2 separate regions of the Mus musculus genome follow, and region 2 is linked to region 1. A link is a contact called in public promoter capture Hi-C data. All regions are on one chromosome and are shown on one strand. The core of a region is the stretch at or near the end of the contact, and the rest is flanking DNA. Distances in the headings are between cores, read along the strand shown.

What was found. Promoter capture Hi-C pulls out the DNA fragments that hold promoters and counts their contacts.
Region 2: a contact with region 1 is called in a promoter capture Hi-C map of pre-B cells.

The regions. Positions count from the first base shown.
Region 1 is chr19:36,832,812-36,836,852 of GRCm38.p6, reverse strand. Tnks2 (tankyrase, TRF1-interacting ankyrin-related ADP-ribose polymerase 2) reads right to left here and starts at 2,621. Exons shown (of 27, transcript NM_001163635.1): 1 at 2,117-2,621. The coding sequence starts at 2,315.
Region 2 is chr19:38,052,585-38,056,922 of GRCm38.p6, reverse strand. Cep55 (centrosomal protein 55) reads right to left here and starts at 1,882. Exons shown (of 10, transcript NM_001164362.2): 1 at 1,606-1,882.

The DNA of each region.
Region 1 (4,041 bases), core at 1,372-3,871:
AAATGTAAGACTCTTAAAACTGTGACTTAATATCAATTCTTTAGTGATTATTTTTCTGTGTATATGGTAGGCTAGGTGTATCTGCGCGTGTGAGTGGGTGGCAGGGCAGGCATCTTCATCGATGGCTCTCCTCCATCTAATTTTTGAGACAGGGTCACTGCACTGACCCTGGGGCTCATGGCTTTTCAAGTAAGTCCCACGGATCCTTCTGTCTCCACCTCCTAGTGTGGGGCTATAAGTGTGCATCAACAGAACTGCCTTTTTACGTGGGTGCTAGGGATCTCAACTCAGGCCCTCCTGTTTGCAAGGCAAGCAAGTACTTTATCCACTGAGCCATCTCCCTAGTATCTTTAGTAATTATTTTATGTTTTCCTTTTTACATTTTAACTTCTTAATTTTACAACCTACAACTGGCAATATAGGTGAATTTTGAGTGGTGAATTGCTCTCTATAATATTTAAATTCCCATTTCAATCTGGAGAAACAATATAAAATACATGTAAAATATTCCTTAATATGTTGAGGCAGGGGTAGGGTCTAATCTACCTCATTCAGAGGCCAGAACACTTGTCTGGCATGTGCAAGGTCTTATATTCCATCCGTGTGGGTGGGGGAGGGGCATACTGGAGCAGAGCTGAGGGTGGGATGGTGTGGGAGCAACAAGGTCACACCATAAGTCCCCAACCCGCACCTCAAAATACTACTATTTTCAGACATGAACTCACTAATACATTAAATTCTTGAAAGGTGGCAACTAAGATCGACCTTGGCTATTTTTATCAAGCGTACATAATCTAAGTAACATTACCCCTTTGGATTATCTAGCACTTGGTTGTGACCATTTGCCAAATAGGTTGGCTAAATGGTCAAGCAAGACAATTCAAACTAGCTGAAGCAAGGCAACACTGCTAACAGAGATTTGGCTTCATGCTCTCACTTCTCAGTGCCCACAGGCAAATTTCTCTTCTGCCCAATTGTGGTTTTCCCAAACTTTTCCCTTGCTCCCAAACCGGCAATCAATTAAGGAGGCATGATTTCTGACAGTACATACATTTTAAAATAGGGACAGGTCAAAGCAAACAGACCTACAATTGGAAGAACTGTAAAATCAATGCCTGTAAACAAACAAACAATAAATCTTTTTTTATACTCTTTTGTCTACCATTTTTGCCCCTAAGGAACACAAGAAACTAAAATTTTTTTTTAAATATAAAGAACTGCTAAACAATTCTGATGCACACTGTATCAAATGTTACCAGGCTAAGAGGATCTTATTTGATTATGAGGTTAAAAAGTTACAAACTGTCCTTAACATGAATAATCATTAAGTTGGTTCCCATCCCTGGCCTTTTCAAATAAATACCTCAACAAGCAAACTTCAACACGCTGGTACCACAAAGAGAACCCAGTAGTTAAAAGTAACTCCAAACTATCTACAATAAATCTCAGGATGACTCAAAATCCTAGATCCAAGCTCAAGTGCGTGTCCTATCTTGTCTCTCAGCTCACTTTCCATCCCGACTTGTGCGGGAGTAAGGCAGAGGCCACCCACACACAACCTAAGTAGATCTCAGGTCTCCCAAACATGCCCATTTCCGGTTTTAGTCTCTCCAGAAACCTAATCCAATTAACTCTAATGAGCCAATAGCTAATAAAATAACTCCTAAATTAAAATTTCAGTTTATGACGGCCGCTAGAACTTAAGGGGTTACTAAGAGTGTCGATGAAACTTGCAAACATGGGTCCATTTTTTGGAGATAATTACTCTTTCAAATCACAAGGTCTACTAAGCCTTTCTTGTGTGCAGAGGCCCTCCGGGGTAATAAGACCGGAAGTCGGGGCAGGTATTGTTGATACAGTAAAACAAAACAAAGCTTCCCCCCTCCCAGCACACAAACAAACAAACAAACAAACAAAAAACCCCATAACCTCAAAAACAACTTCCCGAGAGCACGCTCACCCCACCCTCATCACGAGCCCCGAGAGAGGAGGGCGGGCGGCCAGGGTGAGAGTCCTGGGGAAAGGTCGGAGACAGGGCAGCGCCGCGCGGCTTGCGGCCTGCAAGCCCGAGCCTGCAGGTGGGGCGTGCGGGAGGCGCCGCGGGGCCCGCGTTTACCTGCGGCGAAGTGGAGCGGGGTGGACTTCCTGCCCGCCGTGTCGCGGCTGTTCACCTTCTCGGGCGTCACCAGCCTCTTGACTCGCTCCACGTCCCCGTTGCGGCAAGCCTCGAACAGCTCGCGGGCGGACGGCTCCACGGCCTCGGCCCCGGCGCTCGCGCAGGCCGCGCCCCCGCCGGCGCAGCGGCGGCCAGACATGATCCGGGCCGCCGCCGCCGCCGCCAGCAGCAGCGCCAGCAAAGGCAGCAGGAGCCCGGGCCCCGCGAGCAGGAGGGCGAGGCCCCCCGCAGGAGACGCGCTCAGGGCCCGGGCCGCTCCGCTCCCCGCTGTCACCAGAGTCGGCACGGTCCCATGGCCGCGTCGCCGCGCGCCCCCGGCTCGGCTCCGTGAGCCCCGGCTGCCCCACCGCGGTGGAGGCAGCGCGAACCCGCTCGCCGAGCCCCGAAGCGACGCGACGGCGGAAGCGGCCGAGACCACTCCTGCCAGCTCGGTCGGGTCCTGGGAGCGCGCGTGACGTCGGCTCGCGCGTGCGCAGTGGCTGCTCTCCGGCCGGGCCAGTTTGGGCAAGCGGGGCCGCGCGGAGGGGTTTGTGGGAAATGTGCAGGGAGAGCCTTTGGCTGCGGAAAGAGAAGGGGCTTCGGCCCACCGCCATCTTTACAGAGCCTCTGCTAAAAACGAGAGGTCTTGCTGCCTTTTCTTTTATTAAAGCCTACACTTCTCGAGACGAGTTTCATTGCTCAGACACCGAAGACGAATCTTGGGAAGTTTTGTTCTGATTATGCATTTTCTTGTGCAAGTTTTAGCGTGAAAATCTCTGCAGTGTTGCTTCCGTACCTTCCCCCTGGGAGATTTCTCACCCCTTCCCCCTCCTGCCTTCTTTACAGTGTCTCTTCCCTTAACTCTCCGCATCTGCTTTTGTTTTTCTTATAAGCGTTTTCTCAGAAATGAATCCGTTACGCTTACTGAGAAGTTTGGATGAGCGGCCCCCAGATAAATCAAGAAAGCGAAGAAAGTTCATCTCAATTCTAAAGCAACAATTGGGGGGTGGGGTGGCTGTGATTAGCTCCGCTTCCCATAGTAAATTATTAGCTCAGCGCTGACGAGGATCTATACATAAATCAGCATTGCACCGGATGTGGTCGAGGTGCTGATACAAAGCATACACATCAAAGTTTTCCGAAGTTTCTCTCTCTCTCTCTCTGATCAAAGAATACAAGTGCACAATTCATTTTCGTGTTTATTGTGTTTTATTAAAAAAAAAAAAACAACAACAACAAGGATGTGTTTTGTAGAGCCAGGTCTGGTAAGGTGGGAAGGATTCCTGGGCAGGCCCATGCTGAAACATCCCTTTCTTACCCCTGAGGTACCAGCCATACGGGTGTAGTGTAGAATCGAGTTTATTTAGGGCATGGGAAGGGGAGTAGAGAAGAGAGTAGAGGCAGAGAAGGACAGAGGAAGAGAGAAAAAGAAGAGAGGCCGGCCAGGAACACGTGGAGAGAGACGGGGGAGGGGGGATGGGAGAGAGGGAGAAAGGGGTTAGGAGAAGAGTCTGAGAGAGAAGGGGGACAAACAGCCAGGCCTACCTGGCTGTTGCCAGGTAACTGTTGGGCGGAGCCTGGAAAGAATGTTAGCTGTGTTTAAGGTAGTAGTGACATCTTGTTTCAGGAACCCGAAAGAAAGGAATACAGAGATTTTGCTTGCAAGAAAGTGCTGACTTTTGGCACGCTGACAAGCATTTCCCCTGTGAATTACTTAACCTGTTTTTCAGGAAATCCAGTTTTTGTTAGGGAGCGTTGACTCACTTCTGTGGGAGAAAAGCAGGGACACTTCTTGAGCATTTTAGTAAATGTACCTTCTTATATGTTTATTCCATTATGTTCTTAGACTACTTAGTGTAAATTTAAATTGATCCCTATTACTAAAT
Region 2 (4,338 bases), core at 633-3,132, 1.2 Mb before region 1:
TATGGCAGGAAGAAGTGAGAAAATCCAACACAAGACATTTATAGAAAAAGAGGTGTAATTCTCAGAGATTGGGGGGGGGTGAAAGAAATGAATGGGCAAATGAAGTTAGGCCAAGTTTCACATCTGCTAATAGTACTAGATGAGAGTTTAGAAGCAAATGTAGAATACAAACTCTAGGCAGGCAGATGTGTAGTAAAATACACTGTATATATAAATAATGTAAAAAATAGCTCTCCATTAAGAGATTTAATAAAACCATTTTTCTCATATGTCCTGAGATAAAAATGAAGGCAAGGTGATCATGGAATTGAAAGGAAGATAAGACCTTCCTTCATTCAACTGTTACTACAAAGCTATGGTGATACAGGCTAATAATCCTAGCACTCAGGAAGTAGAGGCAGGATGGGCAGGAGTTCACGGCCAGCCTCATTTGCATAGACTGAAGGCAGCCTAGCTGCACAAAACTGTTTAAACAAATCACAGACTATTACTACAAAGCCTTTTTACCAGGTAACCTAATCGGGACTGGATATAAGCTGGCTAAAGCAACAGAAAGAAGAAGAAACAACATAGAGTCTCGGATGCTAGGAAGCTTTCAGAACAGTGTAGCAGGCAACAGCAATACAACAAAAGAAAAGGAGATTCACATATTCTTAAACTGTAATTAATACTAATAGTCATAAAAGCTACCACTACAAGAAAATCTACTTAGGGCGGTGAGTGTGAGGTTGTCCTGTATAAAATCAGCCTAAAAATAATAGAACTGCATAAACAAACTTGAACGAAATCTGTATTAATGCATTCAACCTGGTTTTGCCCACTATCTTGACAAATACCAAGTAAAATTGCTAGTACAATCTGCCGAGGCAAATGCACAGTTAACGTGTTTTAGGAACCTGCTACCACAAACGTTTCTCCCTGGGCTTCTGCTGACGTCAGAAGGAGGACTTAACAGTTTGAAAATACCCTCAGGACATTTGCATCCTAACTTTTGGAGAGGATTCCTAAAAACTTAGTGTTCTTGACTCTTGTCTAGGCTGACCCAGCACACACTCCTCCTCATCTCAATCCTGCTCTCACCTAGTCTTTCCTTTCCCAGTATTTTCTATTCCAATCGATCATAAAGTTCTTTTTTTTTTTTTTTTAAAGTTCTTCTACTCGGGAACGTCCCTACCCAGTCCTAGTGGAATCTCCTTCAGGATGTGCTCTCTTAAATTTAATATGGGACACAGAACTCACCATACATACACAAGCTAGCAGTCAGTACTATCTGCTCACAACATTTTCTTTTTCAATCAACAACTGTTCAAAAGAACTGTGTTTTGATTTTTTTTTGGGGGGGGGGGCATACAAGAGCTTAAAGGCAGCTGCTTGGAAATCTCTGACTCGACTGAAGGGACCTAAGTCATTCTGGTCAGGAGTCTAAAGAAGCATTTCCGTTCAGTAAATCTCCCAAATCTACGAGGGGTCAGGAAAGAGGCAGGAAAATAAAAAACTGCAAAGAGAAGCGCTTGCTAAGCAAAGGCTGACCGCACTGGAGACCTGAGAGACCTGGCTCAGGTCACTGGCCTCGCGGTAACCTCTCTGTTAAGAAAGTGATAATACCGCCAAGTTCAAAGGAGCCGAAAGGATGGCCTGCGGGCCGGCGGTCGACAGGAACGCAGCGCGGGGTCTCTCAGGGAGCCAGCATGTGTTCCAGCGATTCCAGCCAGGGGAGACGGAGTCCTGCGGCGTGATCTGCTCACCAGCGCTCCTCCCGGGAGGTCTAGTCCTGCCCAGGGGCTAACGAGCCCCGGCTGTCCTCCCCTCCCTCCCCGGCCGAGGCCGGGACCACTCACTACCTGAGACAAACACAGCGCTCGCGTCGCCGCCGCAGACCACTTATCAACCAGGACACCGCTTCCGGGAGTTTGAATCCCGCGGCTGTAGGGCGGGTCACGTCACTGCCGGCTTGGCGAAGGGCGGGGTCTGCAATCAGAGGACGGGCGGGAGAGGGCGGGGTCTGCAATCTGAGGAAAGGCGGGAGAGGGCGGGGCCTGCAATCTGAGTGAAGGCTGGAATCTGAGGATGGAGGAGAGAGGGAGGGCCCAGGAGCCTGAGGGCGGGGCAAAGGCGGAGTCTAGAGCCAGAGGAGGGGCGGGGCAAGGTCTGGAACCCGACGGCAGGCGGGGCGAAGACCGGCTCTGGAATCAGAGGGAGGGGATCGAAACTAGCCGGGCAGACGGGTAGGGGCAGAGTGGGGAAGGTAAGGGCGAGCAAGACATAGAGCCTGACGGGAGCTACAATCCGTGCCGGCCGGGTCAGAGAAGGACCTTGTGAAGATAGAGGGTGTCTGTGGAAACGTGGTGTGAAATGAGGCGGGTGTGATGGTGTGGGTGTGGGTGTGGGTGTGCGGGAGTGTGGGCGTGGTGGAGGCGGAGCCAAGGACAGAGTCGGAGGACCAGTTCAATCTGGGCCTGCTTGCTTTTCTCTGTGTGTTCGGACCCTGCTGTTATCCATAGGACAAGCTCTGTGACCCTCGCCTGGGACTGACTGGTCTATGTTCTTTGGGAACCAATTTCTCTTTGTGAGGTAGAGCACAACCTCCTAGTCTTCCGGGCGGGCCACTCATTTACCCTGTCAAACTCAGGGGCGGAGCAATGGGGAACGAAGCTGTAGGGAGCTGATAAACTCCCAGTTTGAAAACCGAGATTGTGAGCCCCAGCAGCGATTCCAGATTGCTGCCCTACAGGCAGATGTGTCTTTATTGGTCTTTATCGGTCACATCAGGGTCTTGATTAGCGTCTTGAGAACTTGAAGCAAACAATTGCTTATGGCGTGTCGTTCTTAGACTTAGCCTAGGCATACCAGAAGTTTACAGCGAAAAAAATCAGTAGCAAAGCATCCTATGAAGGTAATGTATGTAGTACAAGGGTTAAAATCCTGAATGCCTCTTAATAGATGTGTGGCCTTGAGAACATTTCACTTCCTTGAGCCTCAGTTTCCTGATCTATACCAGGATGCAGATAACCATCTGGTAGTGTGGCTGCGAGGGCTAGAGTTTAACAAATGTAGTTAGGCACTGTTAAGTAAAAGACAACAAATCCATTTGTTACTGAATCTAGTGGATGAGAAACCATGTAAGGAATTTCAGTTTGTTTTATTTGTTTAAAGCAGGAAGATGGCAATCCAAGATACTGGAATTCTCTATTTACACAGTCCTCCCGCCTGAAGTATGAACGGAGAAACAGATGGAGAAAGGAATAGTCTTATTAACCACAAGGTGGCACACTAGAAGGCGGCAAGCAGGCTTTTGCGTTTCAATGTCCATCTTTCCCTTTTGCCCTGTTTTTCAGGGCATGTGGGTGTTTTTTGGGGTATGTGGGCCCCAAACAGGTGGAGCCTGGGTGACCCCGTGTTCCAAAGAGCAGCCTGTTCTGGTGTCCTGGTTCTGCACATCTTACCTTCTTTATGTAGAGCCGTGAGGTGTTCAGTTCAACACTTTTGTGTTGATTAAAATTAAAATGTCTGGTTATTGCTGAGGTCAGCTTTTCTGGCAAGCATCAACTCCAGGAAATTGACCTCTCATAACCTGAGACAAGGGAGGAAGGGGAGGGACTATGTTTTTAGCTAACTTCAATGAGCAGGTGTTCGACAAAAGGTAAATTTCAGTGGGCAGCTAATTCTGGAGAGTGCAGTATGGAATATGCAGAAATGGGGGTATTATGCATGTTTTTATTCCCAAGAAGCAGTTTTGGCTTTCTTCTTATTTGTGTGTTAAAGTGTCATATGGGAGTGATTAGGGGTGGGAGAAAGTTTGTCAACATGAAGTCAGGATGTGAATATTCACTGCCCAGACTATATAAGAAGCAAAATTGGAATCAAGTAGGAGGATCTTATATGCATGCACGATCTCCAACACACACACACACACACACACACACACACACACACACACACACACACACACACACACCAGGGGCAGGGGAGGGTTCCTTAAATAGTAGAGCACAGAGGAAGGGTAGGGAAGTTCACTGCAGTTCTACATCTGCCCTCCAGAACCTTGGTTCTTGTGGAAGCTGCAATGAATAAGGACTAGTAAGGGAGAGGCATAGCCAGGAGGTTCACTGGGAGGCTTGGATTATTTGTAAAAGCCAATGTTGGATCTAGACGTCAGTGTTTGCTCTTTATAGACAGGCACAGTCGTGAAGCTTCAAGCTGCTAGCTGTTTCGATAGCATCTCATGGAGATCTCATTGTCCAGGTGATACTGACAGTTCACTCAGGGATATTCTAGGGTGAGGATTCAAGACTCGTCTTTATTCATGTAAGGAGAAAAACGGGAATGTCTTTATCTTAG